Linked DNA regions of Mus musculus: region 1 is linked to region 2. Evidence: chromatin contacts called from public Hi-C data. All regions are on one chromosome and are shown on one strand. The core of a region is the stretch at or near the end of the contact, and the rest is flanking DNA. Distances in the headings are between cores, read along the strand shown.

Evidence for each region. Hi-C and Micro-C count contacts between places; a contact is called where the count stands out from the background.
Region 1: a Hi-C map of bone marrow-derived macrophages shows a contact between it and region 2, with 10 read pairs.

Annotation. Positions count from the first base shown.
Region 1 is chr19:32,528,291-32,535,240 of GRCm38.p6, reverse strand. No RefSeq gene overlaps it. Among named protein-coding and RNA genes, the nearest start is that of Gm36419, 12 kb to the left of the region's middle.
Region 2 is chr19:31,907,312-31,914,368 of GRCm38.p6, reverse strand. A1cf (APOBEC1 complementation factor) reads right to left here. Exons shown (of 12, transcript NM_001081074.2): 3 at 5,443-5,577; 4 at 3,133-3,263. It also overlaps the pseudogene Gm19241. Among named protein-coding and RNA genes, the nearest start is that of A1cf, 42 kb to the right of the region's middle.

The DNA of each region.
Region 1 (6,950 bases), core at 1,536-4,035, 620 kb before region 2:
GTGCTTCTGTGTGTATATGATTGTTGCTTTCCTTTTCTAAAGCTGCAGTGTTCTGTACAGACAGAAAATAAAGTGCATGGCTGATAAACATTGATCAGGTCCTTACTGAGTGCCAGGCAAAAAGCTGGCTGATGGGTGTTGAAAGCACAATAGCTCCTGCACCTCTGGACTGTAGGCAGACAGAGCAGAAATAGTCAATAAATCCACTTTAAGCCTTCAGAAAGGACAGAGGCTGAGGTAGAGCAGCTGAAGAAGTGCTCTTTGGTAGGCTGACTAAGAAAGCTCTCCCAGAGATGCTGCTTATACTGATTTGCAGAATAAAAAATGGGTCTGAGTCTGGCTAGATCTACACTTTTAAGGGCTACTGAAAGTCTGAGTAGAATTACCACGGAGCGCAGTGCCTGGTTCCCAGTAAATGCCGGTGCATTGGTGATAAGGAAGAGGACCATGATTTCCTGCTCAGCCAGATCTTTTCAGGCCCATATTAGGCTGAGTTTCATCAAACCTCTCATGGTGAGCCCAGCCCACTCTGATTCATTCATTTACAAATGACAAATGGACCCTCCTGTTTGCCAGGTATCGGGGATGCTGTGGTGTAACCAACCTACCTCCATGGAACATGGTCCAGGAAGTGAGGCCATAGTAGCAAGCACATGTTACTTACTGCTTCTTCTCTGGTCGGGAGGGGACCCATCCTTCTCTGATCTTCTCTCCAATCTCAGGCACTGACTAAAGCTGCTGGACTGACTTGTAGCAAAATGAACCTGTAGCATCTACCATCAGCCAAGGAATTGAGAGCTGGCTGTGCTATCAGCCAACAACTATATGTTTTCAGTCTGCTGAAAATTTCTAGGTTCGTGCCATATTTTGGATCCTGCTGCCGTGACCTAGTTCTTACAAATGTGACCTGACCTGTTTTTGTTGTTGTTGGTGCTACCAACCAACTTGAAGAAAATTCTTTTTAAGATAATATGCTCCTTATTCTTGGAGAAACTTTTGAAATTCTTACACTAATAGGTACCCTTTACATAAGTCCCTTTTATATACACGTTGTGCAAAGTCTGTTCTTTTGTTGAAAACTCTTTTTTACTTCCTAGTATGAGAATACTGATCATACCAACTTAAGACAGGGTTCGCTTATTGTTATCTAGACAAGTACTACAAGGTACCAGTTAGGTTTGAATTTCAGATAAATAAGAAATAATTATTTGGTAAAGCTACCATGTATTTAGGTCACACTTATGCTTAAAGATTATTTCCTAATAATAAAATTTAAATGGGTGTCTTGTGTTTTAGTTCCTAACCCTGACTCTTACTTGTAATAGGTGTTTACTTGGTGTGTCTTTTGTTTCTCATAGAAAGCTGTACAAAATATTCATTATGTCCTTTTAAAGAGTTATTTATATATGTATGTATGTATGTATGTATGTATGTATGTATTTAAGTACACTGTCGCTGTCTTCAGAACACACCAGAAGAGGGCATCAGATCCCATTACAGATGGTTGTGAGCCACCATGTGGTTGCTGGGAATTGAACTCAGAACCTCTGGAAGAGCAGTCAATCAGTGCTCTTAAACACCGAGCCATCTCTCCAGCCCTGCTTCCTCTTTTTAAAAAAAGATTTATTTATTTTATTTATATGAATACACTGTGGCAATGATGTCAAGGATAGATAACTGCTATGCAGTAGAATCAGGAGTCAGAGTGGTCCAACTACAAAAGCAACTGTTTTTATACTTTTTATACATTTTTTGTTCACAAAACACAGCTCTTTGCCCTGCTGAAACTCAGCACCACATGCTATTCTCTCCTGGTGACTGACACCTGACCTTTATAGCTCTCTCCTGGTGACCAACTCTTGACCTTTGTAGCTAAGCCCACCAGGTGCCCTGTGAAGTGTGCACTGACCACCCCAAGGAGAAAGTTCTCTAAACGCCATCATTACCGCAGCATTTGCACAGCATAGCAATCATCTTCCAAGGTGTCTGTGTCTCTGGAAGGCCATGGGCATTCTGAAAAAGGACCCATCTCCTAGGTTTCCAGTGCCTAATATGGACGAGTTCATTGAGGAATGAGCTCTTGGCATCAGATGCTAAATCAGGTAGGGGTGTACTGACTAGGGACAGTGGTTTTCTGTCTATGAAGAACATCCTTAGAGAGCAGGTATTAAAAACTGGCCTTGCTCACAGAAACCATAATCCTTCCATTATTGAATTTGGGAACGACTTTATGAATTGCATTTTGGTTGCTATTTTTCTGTGACCTTTGACACAGTTGTAACTTGTACTATTGCATCATTACCTTGAACGAAGCATCTGAAGATGAATCAGCCTTAGTTCACATTCATAAATAACCGAAGGCAAGGATGAAGAAATGAAGAAGCCTGAGCTGTGGCTCAGTAAACTTTGAACAAGCCATTTTTAAAAGTCAATTTCATGTGGAAGTACAGTAACTCTAACTGCTAAAGATACACGTGCTCTGCCCACAAGGATACTACTCTTTTTTTGACTTTATTCCAAAAAGTTAAAAAGGTCATCTCAAAGTTACTTGTAATTATAATGAATACAGGACTTCTCTCATCTTCTCTCATTTATGGACGGACAGACCTAATTGGCTAATTAAAAAGAGATACGGGACTCTTGTCCCTTGGCTGAACTGCTTATCATTCTGGACTGAGACTTATTTTTAGGCAGTAAAGCATTTGTTTGCTAAGGAAAGGAACACTCCATTCTCTCTGGCTGTCCTTTGACTTATGTTCTTTGGCTTTCCTTTTGAAACCTTGCAGATAAAAACAATTATTAAGCCAACACCCATTCCAAAAGGAAACATAACATGCCACAAGAGATGGCCATTTGTGCTGATCAATAAGTGGTTTAGGAATGATTAAAAACAGTGCCGGATTTAGATGATTTCTATTGGCACAGACGATGGCTAAACCCAGTGGCCCTGCTCTCTCCTAAGGTAAAATGCAGAGTGCAAACCTACACAGCGGCATACCCAATGTATCCTGTCACATCTGAGAAATGACTGTTGCAGTTTGCTGTGTCACTGAACCCCATGCAAAGCTTGGGGGTCAAACAGAAGTCTATCAGTAGAATACCAAACATCAAGCCTCCAGCATGGTTCTGCTCTCTGATTCAGAGGGATGTCTTTCCATCCCAGAAGCAGGCAGACTGGCCGCAGAATGCACACAAGTGCCGGCTGGAGGGATATGCAATGCTTGAAAACGGGCTCCAGCCAGACGGCTGTGATCTGTCTCCTACACCTGACCTTTCTTGATTCCAGACAAGGTCCTTCTCACTCAGCCCCTTTTTCCTCAGCTATAAATGCAAATGACAGGAGTGTGTCTACCTCATAGACTACGGTGAGGACTGATGGGACTGTAGAAGAACAGGTCAGCCTATGTACGGACCTGCACACAGGAGGCACCCAGTGCACTGGCCCCTCTTGCTTTCTTCTTTGCTTCTCAGTGCTACATAGATGATCAGTAAGTTAATATGTACACAGAGAGCATTTTAGCTTCTGACCACGGCTTTTCCACTGACAGATTTCCATGAATAATTGAAGTCCTATTAAAAAGGAACAGAGATGGGGGCTGGAGAGATGGCTCAGTGGTTAAGAGCACTGACTGCTCTTCCAAAGGTCCTGAGTTCAATTCCCAGCAAACCATATGGTGGCTCATAGCCATCTGTAATGAGATCTGATGTCCTCTTCTGGTGTGTCTGAAGACAGCTACAGTGTATTTACATATAATAAATAAATCTTAAAAAAAAAAAAGGAACAGAGATGAGTAGACAAAAAAAAAATGGATGACAAGAACTCGAGACTTCAAATGCTTCTGTCTTCTTCTTCCAGTTGTTTTGGACGCCTTCTAACTTGACACTGTTGAGGGAGATAGCAGCAGCAGCAGCAGCACAAAGACCAGGCAATGTCTGCTGGGAGACTGTGACCCCCCTCCTCCCCCCCAGCTTCTGCCAGCCTGAGGATCTGGGCTGGCCATGTAGAAGACCTCTTCCCCTTGCGTCCTTTCTCTAGCTCCTCCCTTGGAGACCCTGTGCTCAGTCCAATGGTTGGCTACAAGCATCTACCTCTGTATTTGTCAGTCAAGGAGCCGAAGGAGTTTGCAGTCCCCTAGGAGGAACAACAATATGAACCAACCAGTACCCCCAGAGCTCCCAGGGACTAAACCACCAACCAAAGAGTATACATGAAGGGACCCATGGCTCCAGCTGCATAGGCAGCAGAGGATGGCCTTGTTGGATATCAATGGGAGGAGAGGCCCTTGGGCCTGTGAAGGCTCTATGCCCCAGTGTAGGGGAATGTCAGGACCAGGAAGCAGTAGTGGGTGGGTTGGTGAGCAGGGGGAGGGGAGAGGGGATAAGGGGTTTTCGGAGGGGAAACCAGAAAAGGGGATAACATTTGAAATGTAAAAAAAGAAAATATAATAATAATAATAATAATAATAAAAAGACCTCTTCTCACGTGGATAAATGCAGGCCTGGGGCTGGATCATCAGCTTCAGCCTTTTGAAGCCACACCTGTTGGTTTGATAATTTTAACAGGAAAAAAAAAAAAAGAAGAACAAAGGTATGTAGGGAACGAGGGAAGGAGGGAACACTATAAATATATTGACGAACCAACTTATTCCAGGCAACATGTGGGCCTCACTTGGCACTCAGCTGGCACAAGCATTCTCTGGAGATGAATGTTCGAGCAAGCCACAGGACTGTTAGTCCTAAAGACAGAACCAAGAACAGCCACTTTGTGTGGGTGCCGAAATGTAACTCATCCAATTCACCCAGCACATACATCTCCTTGAGCGTCTGTTACGTGACAGGCCCTTGCACATGTGGAAAGCCTACTCAACTTTAAAGGCAAATTCCCAGAATTCAAGCCTGTAGTTGGTGGTGAGCCCCTCAGATGAGCCCCGTCCTCTGCCAGGACTCCAGCTTTCTCTTCTTCAGTTCCTGGCTTTGAACCTGGCCCTCCCTGTTTTCTTTGAGGGACGGTGAGAACTGAAGCCAGGAGAGAAAGCTGTGCTTGGTGTGGCTGGTTGTCCAGTGGCAGCCAGAAGGAGGGAGCTGACCTCCGCTGCCCAGGCCTCTGAACTGGGTCGGAAAGCAGTGATTTTGCTGGTTGAGGCCACTACAGCACAACTTCGGCTTTCTAAAGTCCAAGTTCCTGACATTCGGCTGTCATTTGGCCCAGGTTTAAAGAAAAAATAAGAAAGGAAGGAATGAAGGAAGGAACAAAGGAAAGGAAGGAAGAAAATTAGAAGCTAATACCAACTAGGAAATAAAAAAACAAGCCGTTTGCACACAACACTCAGGAGTGAGGTAGCCAGCACCTGTGCGCTCTGCTGTGGGACATGACGAGCTGCCTCCCTTGAGAAACAGGAATGTGTTCAGCATAGGATTATCCAGATTCATAACAATCCACTCTGCCAGGAGCCAGGTGGAGGCCTAGGTGCAGACAAAAGGAACGCACCAGACATTTCTTTCCAAACCAACTAGGGTTACCTGTTGTGCAAACATAGAACCCACAACTGGGGGGCCAAAGGCATGGTGCGCAGAGGGCTTCTGAGTCATACAAGAGCCCAACCTTGAGTTGTCCCTTTAAATTCCTACCCAGCCACTCCCGACAATCTTGAAAACTTAAATCCGATTATAACGACAGGCATGCATTTCTTTGGAGCTTGAAATTGAACCAGTTCAATCATCGGGATCTTTTGTGTTCAAACACAAAGGCCAGAATTCAAAGAGGAAAACACATATAGATTTCACAATCCAAGGGTGTGTGTGTGTGTGTGTGTGTGTGTGTGCATGCGTGCATGTATGTGTGTTCAAGTCACACGTCTTGTTTCAGGGAACACATGGGACCAATATTCTCCCTTTTGTTCATGCCTGGTGTTTTCAGCAAGACTGTGCACTGGTCCTTAGCATGTCATAGCTGAAGCCTGATTTTTTTTTTTTAAATTGACTGAAAAAAATAGATCCCACAACTCAACACTTTCTTAAAAGCTTCATGTTTCCTGGATTTTAAAAAGTTATTTATTCTGTTGGCTTAATTATTAGACAAAAAAGCAACAGATGTGTTATTTATGTATGTATTTATTTATAACAAGACAAGCTCTTCTTGCTCGATCAGGCAGGCATTGTTTTTTTGCTATAAGAACCACCCCAGGAGGTCACCTCTTCTGAGTGAAGGGCAGGCATAGGTTTATTTAATGATTGCTGCTTTCTGAGGTCATCATGACCACACTTAAACACTTCTTTCCCAATTTCTACCCTTTGCTCTTTGTGTAAGACTCGACTTCCATATCAAAGAGGTTGTACCCTCAGAGTCTTATCTGTCTTTCTGTGTGGCACTTCAGAATATGGGATATGAACCAGCTCTGCTGTGAATGAAGATTAGAGAAATCTCTAAAGCTTTCCAGAACGGGTGTATATGACATGCAAAGGAGTCAATATCTTGATTCTCTGCCAGAATGCAGAAAGCAGAGGTTCAAAGTCTTCTACCCTCCAAATTAGCCAAGCAAATGTGGCACAGTCATAGGCTATTTAGAGGGTAAATACACTTAGGATTAAGAGCTAGAGGAAGTAGCCAAGGAGCTAAAGGGATCTGCAACCCTATAGGTGGAACAACATTATGAACTAACCAGTACCCCGGAGCTCTTGACGCTAGCTGCATATGTATCAAAAGATGGCCTAGTCGGCCATCACTGCAAAGAGAGGCCCATTGGACACGCAAACTTTATATGCCCCAGTACAGGGGAACGCCAGGGCCAAAAAGGGGGAGTGGGTGGGTAGGGGAGTGGGGGTGGGTGGGTATGGGGGACTTTTGGTATAGCATTGGAAATGTAAATGAGCTAAATACCTAATTAAAAAAAAAAGAAAAGGTTACAAATATATCTGGCAAAACAAACAAACAAACAAACAAAAAAGGCATC
Region 2 (7,057 bases), core at 2,504-5,003:
TCCGGAGTTACTTCTTTGAGATCAATGTTAAGACTGTTTGTCTTTCTGCTGGCTCCGATCTCCTGATGGCCATAGCCTCTAGGAATCATGACCAATGACATCAGCAAGAACAATCTTTTTGGTGGTTACATGTGGTTACATCAACACCAAATTCAATCTTCATATCTTCAGCGCACAGTTCTGGGGCAGCCAGGACTTCCCCAGAATTTCAAAAATAGCTTGTGTGTCACGACTCATGATGCCCACGTCAGTCTTCCCTATAACAAGGCCAGCAAAACACAATTTTGCATGAGCTGCTCCTCAGAACACTGTGGGTCATTATTGGCATCATCCTTGAAGAACATCTCTTTGGATGGATAGAACTTGTACCCCTCCTGTACACCAGGGTTCCTTTTGAGGAAAGATCCAGTTGCTATTCTTCAGCATACCCATTCAATGGGAATCATTTCACACTGGGGTGCAATGAAAGCAGCAGTCTCCCCACATTTCTTGGTGAAAGCAGTTTTTATACCAGCTTCCTGTAACAACTGAAATATGCCTCTGGTGATCTTATTGGCGACGGCAGCTTTGCCTTCCGGGTGGTTCTTTCTAGCTGCATTCCCTGCTGTGATCTGGTCCTTGGACTGCAGGAGGACTCTGCTTGGGTTATCTAACAATTCATAGACTTCTTTTGTTTTACCCTCATAGAGTTTCTTCCCCATGTTCAGTACTTCAGCTGTCACCATTATCCTTAGGTGAACTAGAGGAGCAGACCACGCGGGGGAAAAAGGGGCAGCCCTTGGGTTGGCTGTGCTTGGGGTTGGAGTCGCGTCCCCAGGTTTCCCGCCACACAGGCTCGCTGACGCGACCCCACTTCCCTAAAGTGATTTTTATAAAGCAAGTTAAATGACAGTTTTGCAAAGCCTTTTCTGAATTTGTCGGTGTATATTATTTTTGTATGATATTTACAGAATCTCTGTGTGATATGATCAAGTACAAGGATAAAAGCGATGTTCTAAGAAGTCAAAGGCTTTACCAAAGGGGAAAATGCCCCCAGGTCTCCTGATTGGGATATCCAGTTTTCTGCATACCACACAGATTTTTTTTAGTTCCACAGAGGAGAGGAGGCCTACTTGTGCTTTCTCTCAAACTGTTCTAGAATCCAGCCTTGGAACTGACCAGCTTAGGCAGTTAAAGGTTGCCACACCCAGTCATTCTACATGTAGCTAAAGAGTTGAAGAAAACTGAGCTAGCTGTTAATTCCTTCCCAGGACATGAAGATGCATTGTGAGGCAATGTACTTTCATATAAGAAGTAGGGAAATACTAGAGAGGAGGCCACTCTGTCTGTGGCCATCCAAGTTAAGATTCCAGGAATTTTAAGGTTTGTCCACATTACAGAAAAGGGATTAATATGGAAACTGAATCTTGGAGTTGAACTGTTATAAGTTTTATCATCTGATGGCTACTATGTCCTAAATAGTGCACTAAGTTTTCAAAACTCTTTGACTTATCTTTACAATCAAATCTGGGAAATGGATATAATCTCCACTTTATAGATGAGAGTTGGGGCTGGAAAGATGGGTCAATAGTTGAAGCTCGTACTGCTCTTGCAAAGGACCCAATTTGGCTCCCAGCATCCATGTAGGGCAGCTCAAAACCACCTGCTATGTCCAGACACAGGAGATCAGGGATCCTTTTCTGGACTATGCAGGTACATATGTACATGCGCACACATGCACACTCAGCGCACATATACATACTCATACATAAAGAAATGAAATTGAGACACAAAGAAGCAACTACTTGCTGGCCCTTGAGTGAAGCTTGGCTGGCCCAAAGACTTAGCTGTTGCATGGCTGTTCCTCGCCCTCCCAGGTGGTCCAGGGTCTCTTTAAGAAAGGATTTATTACAGGTTTTATCCCTGGTGGTGTTTTCTTGTTTGTTTGTTTTTAAAGAAAAATGGTCTTATAGAAACAGATTATTGGTTATACATCATCGGTCATGCCCTCCTGTGGTCTCATGGTTTACAATGCTGCAGAATGCTATAACTGTGACCCTCCTCCTGCCTCTACTCTCATACAGTTGCACTGTATCTTGCCTGAGGTGTCTGATGTGCATCTTTAAGGTCAAATACCTCAACGAGGACACTTCGCACGCTTCCTTCTCTCCCCTAGTCTCTCTTTCCCAATGGAATAGCCTCTTTCACAGATGCTTGGAATCAAATCCCATGTTATTTGCCCAAATTCTGAATGTGATATGGAGTCATCCTGTTCGCCCCTCCCCTGCCTTCAGGATATCTAGTTCTTAATCCTTTTTGTCCCATTTGCTTGTGGTCACTCACTGAGTCACTGTCATTCCTTGTCTGGATCTAGAATGTGCCTCAGCCTTTGACACAGTTTCCCTCTTTCGGGTCCTGCTCTACTGTAGTTGGCTGTGTAGCCAGCAGCTGTAACCATGCTTTAAAATCATAAAGCCACTTAAAATTCTCCTCCAGTTCCAGGTCTTTATGTAAATGAGATCAGATTCTCCAGCAGGGACCAATGTTCTCCAACTGTCCCACCTTTAACCATTTTTTTTTCTTTTCCCCCTCCTGGATTTTTCTTCTTGTCTTTCAAACACATCACACATCAATTTTGTTTCAATTTTAGGATTTTTGTACTTGCCATTTGCTGCTTTCTCTTTTCTTTGAATAACCTTGTTTAGGGTCTGACTGTCTTGACTGAATTTTTCATCTAAACATCAGATCAAATTTGCCTTTTTCATAGAGTATTTTCTTAAAACCAACAAATTCAAGTAGCATTCTCTCCGCACAATCTTACCCCTCCTCGGTTTTATGTTTGCGAGTTATTTATTTAATCTTTTGTATTTGTGTTCTATGGGAACAGAGGATATCTTGATATATTTCTAATATCTGGAAGAGTATTCAGAACGTATTAATGAAATTAGTTAATTAATAAATTTTGTCTCTGTGGGTTTTATGGCTCATTCAGTAATGAGATTAAATAAATGTTTAACCAGACCGTTTTTAACGAAGAAAGATGTAGCATTTTATTCCTAGTTTAGCTAGCTTACACATGTATGCTATCTTGATATGAAGCAGGTGCAGGTGAAGCTTTAGGATCAGCTTGTGTCAAGCAGATCAGGAACTTACCGAATTTCATAATTATTAAGTTGCTTGATTGCATTCTTGGCTTCCTGCTTATTTGAGAATGTTACAAATGCATAGCCTCTGTTGTTACCATTAAAATCCATCATCAATCTCATTTCATAAATTTTACCAATCTGTAATGAATAGAAACAGAACATTCTTATTTACATATTTATTCTCCCAAATGTGCGTAAACACATGCACCACACACACACACACACACACACACACACACACACACATACACAGAAACACACACCGAAACACACACACACAGAAACACACTCCATACTTGCCAAACTGCCTCCTGCCATGTTTGGCATTTGTATCCATGGGGAATGGTTTGCATACTTTTATGCTGGCTTTAGATTAATTATCTAACTCATGGGAAAAGCCGAGTTAAATAAAGAAAATATAGACAAATGGCATTTCAGCCTCAGCTAACAGAATGTACTTTTGGCAGAGCAAATGACCTTTGTCATACAAGTATCTGGAAATTTATGTAATGTCTTGGGGACCCAAAAATGCATTTGTCACCGGAAGCACAGTTTCCTGGTAGATTTGCCCATGCCTTCTGAGTTGTTCTCTAACGTCTCCATGCTTCGACCTTTACTTGGCTATGCTCTGTCACTGACATTTATAACAGGAAACGAGGGTACTCGTTTTGGGACCTTGCTAACCTAACTTCCTGGCTGTACTTTCCCCACTGCGATGATGTCAGAATGCATACAGTGTATTTCATAGGTGGCCTGGGGAGCACTCTTATTTGAGCAGTTTCTAGGATGAAAAGGAATGCTAGCCTCAATACAACTGATAGAGGATCAGAACCTCATAGAAAAGGGGACTCGTTCTCCAGCTATCCTGCTTGCCCTTACTCTAGGAGTGCTAGCAGCTGGTAGAGGATTGGAACCACAGAGGAAAGGATACTTGTTCTCCATCTACCCTGCTTGCCCTTACTCTTCCTCTATACTCCCAACTATCCTGAGTAATACAGGCTAAGCAGTTTATTGCCCCTAGCTTTTGTAAGCAGGGTGGTCCAAATGTAAACAATAGGCATATGGGAAGAGATGCCATTAAGCCTGCACAATACTTCAGTGCTTGGCTGCTTTCTGTGTAGCCTTTCTCTACTGAACTCCAAAGGACTCATTGAGAAGGATTCGTTTCTTCTTCCTGTAAGATGAGCACAGTTTTTACCTGTTTTTCCGGAGTTTTAGTATGACAGCTAGGATTCTGTGTATAAAACCAGGGGTTCCGGTTCTGAGACTACACATGCTGACAATTGATTTTTTTTTTTTTAATCATGTAGGGGAAGAGCCAAATCCTCATATTAAGTGTTTGGGCTGAAAATATGCACCTGGTAAAGTATTGGAAGTAGGGAAATATATTCCTTAGTAATCATTTAAGGACATTGAGTAACCTTGCTCTTAAGGACATTGAGTAACATGTTTTTAATCTGTTCATTGCATTAATAAGATAATCAATTCTACTTGCAGAAGAAACTTTTATGTCTGTATACAGATACATATTTAAGCCATGACAAGCATACATTAATTTTTATATGAAATACTGTTCTTTATAAAGTCGTGGTAAGATGTCAAATTGGAGCAATATCTTGTTGTTGGCAGAATGCTACTCTGCTTTGTATTGTTAGATACATTGAATTTGCAGTGGTTCAGCTGCCAGCCCTGAGATTGGAGGAAGAGATATGAATTTGAAAGTTGTCAGCGGTGGTTATTCAATTCATCAGCTCAACAGGACAAAGAGCTGGGCAAAGAGGTGCTAATATAAGGGGACAGTCATTGATGTCAGGGAAGATTTTAACACTGTCCATACTTGATGTGTGGACTTAGGAGAGAACCATCAAACTGGGCACTGGAGAGATGGCACACTGGGCAAAGTGCTTGCCTTACAAACAGGAGGATGTATGTAAAGCCAGTTGCAGTAGCACACATCTGCAATCCCAGGGCTTCTACAGAGAGCCAGGATGCCGAGACGGGAGAAATCTGGAAGTCAGCTAGCCTTGCATGTACAGCAGTGAACGATAAGAAACCCCCGACTCAAACATAAGAGAAAGTGATGGCAGATACTGGGTGCTGTCCTCTGGCCTCTGCACATGTGCATGAGGTTTGCATCCACACTCACACACATGAGCATAAACACACACACACACACACACACACACACACACACACACACACACACACAATACACATGCATCATACACAGAGATATAAAGAAAGGCGAAAACCAGTCAGAGCAAACTAAAGAGAATGATATTTTTCTCCTGAAAAAAGAAATTAAATTTAGCCTCACTTTTTCACACAATGGTATGAGTTCATCCTCAAAGAGGTCCCGGGGAAGTTTCCCAATGAAAATCTCGCAGCCCCTTTCTGGGGGTGTAGAATCCCAGCCTGGTGGAGGGCCACCATACTTCCTTTGTCCATTTTCCTGTGTGTTCAGGGAGGAATGGTGTATGAGGGAGAAAAGAAAACAACAAAATCTTTAGTTCATTTTCCTCATTTGTAAAAATCATTTTAGCTAAGGACTATTTTGGGAAATATTTGAGATTGTCAAGTAACAATAATTGATTATCTAGGATATAAAAAGATTTGCTTATGCCTCAATGCAGCACTTTTCTGCTTCAAAAGCTTGCCCAAGGTAAGCACGGCTGACACGTAAAGTACTGAAGAATAGTAGTTATTCAAAGATATATTTCCATGATTCCTTATTAATTACAACGTGGGAGTATGCGCCCTAATACTGAGGAGTGACTCAGAACCCACCATAGCTCTGGAGAGTCAAAGTCTGTGGCGCTGTATTTTGTCTTTTAAGAAATTTATACACTTTGTCATTTCATTTTACTGTGGTAGAACCCTTAACTGAGTCCTAGCTGCTTAACAATTAAGGAGATAGTTTGTCCTATTGTTGTATGAATGTCTCAAAGGCAGATTATCAAGTGGTCAATTACAATTGACATCTGGGCTCTGATTTAACATTAGAATTGTGTGTAGAAGCAAGCACTGTCAGACTGGATAGTTTTGACTTCATTCATTATTCACTAGCTTAGGGACTTTAGGTAAATGACAGTCTCTCAGCACCTTAGTTTCCTCATGTGCAAAGTAGTGGCAGCAGTGGCCTTTGTCAAGAGGGTAACCTACATCAAATAGGCAAGGCTTGGCTCTTGGCCAATGCTCAGCTGTTACTAATTCCTCTTTTCCCTTCTTTCCTAGGGCAAGCCAGGCAATGGAGAGACCCTCTAAATATAAAAACATGAAGATCAACACTGGGAGATGTGAACTGGCTAATTTTGGGGATAGCTGCTGAGGGATTTAAGTATGTTTCTGAAGGATAGTAGGATATGTTTCCTAATGTTGTCGCTTTATGTGAGGAACCACAACTTTCTCAGTCCAAATAGAGCTGACTTCTATTTTTCTCTCTTGACCTAATAGAGGGTCTTTTGGGAGAAGAATGATACTGGCTTTTTCCTCCAATGATCTGTTTTCCTAGGGGTTTAAAGACCAAAGTTTGGGCACAATCCAGTGCTACTTGATGCTGCAGTTCATTTGCTGGGGGAAGATAAGCCACATTGCACATCAGCACAGTCAGAACACTAGACCATCACGTTTTATCATGACTATTAAAGGGGCTAAATGTTGGCATTCACCACAAAACTCACCATCAATCCATTAGGCAGTTTTGTGCCAGGATGCATGGTGTTGAATAACAAATATAATATACAAAATAGAAAGAAAAACACCCCAATGTATCACCCTACCCGTCCTCAACAGTAATTACTGGTAGAAACTTCAGTCTGCCTTTCCAAATGTTTTCTATGTACACTCTTAAGACGTATGTTTTAGTTTAAAGATATTGTTTTGTGGGGTGACTGTTTATTGTTTAGAATAAAAGTGAATCAGCTTGTAATACC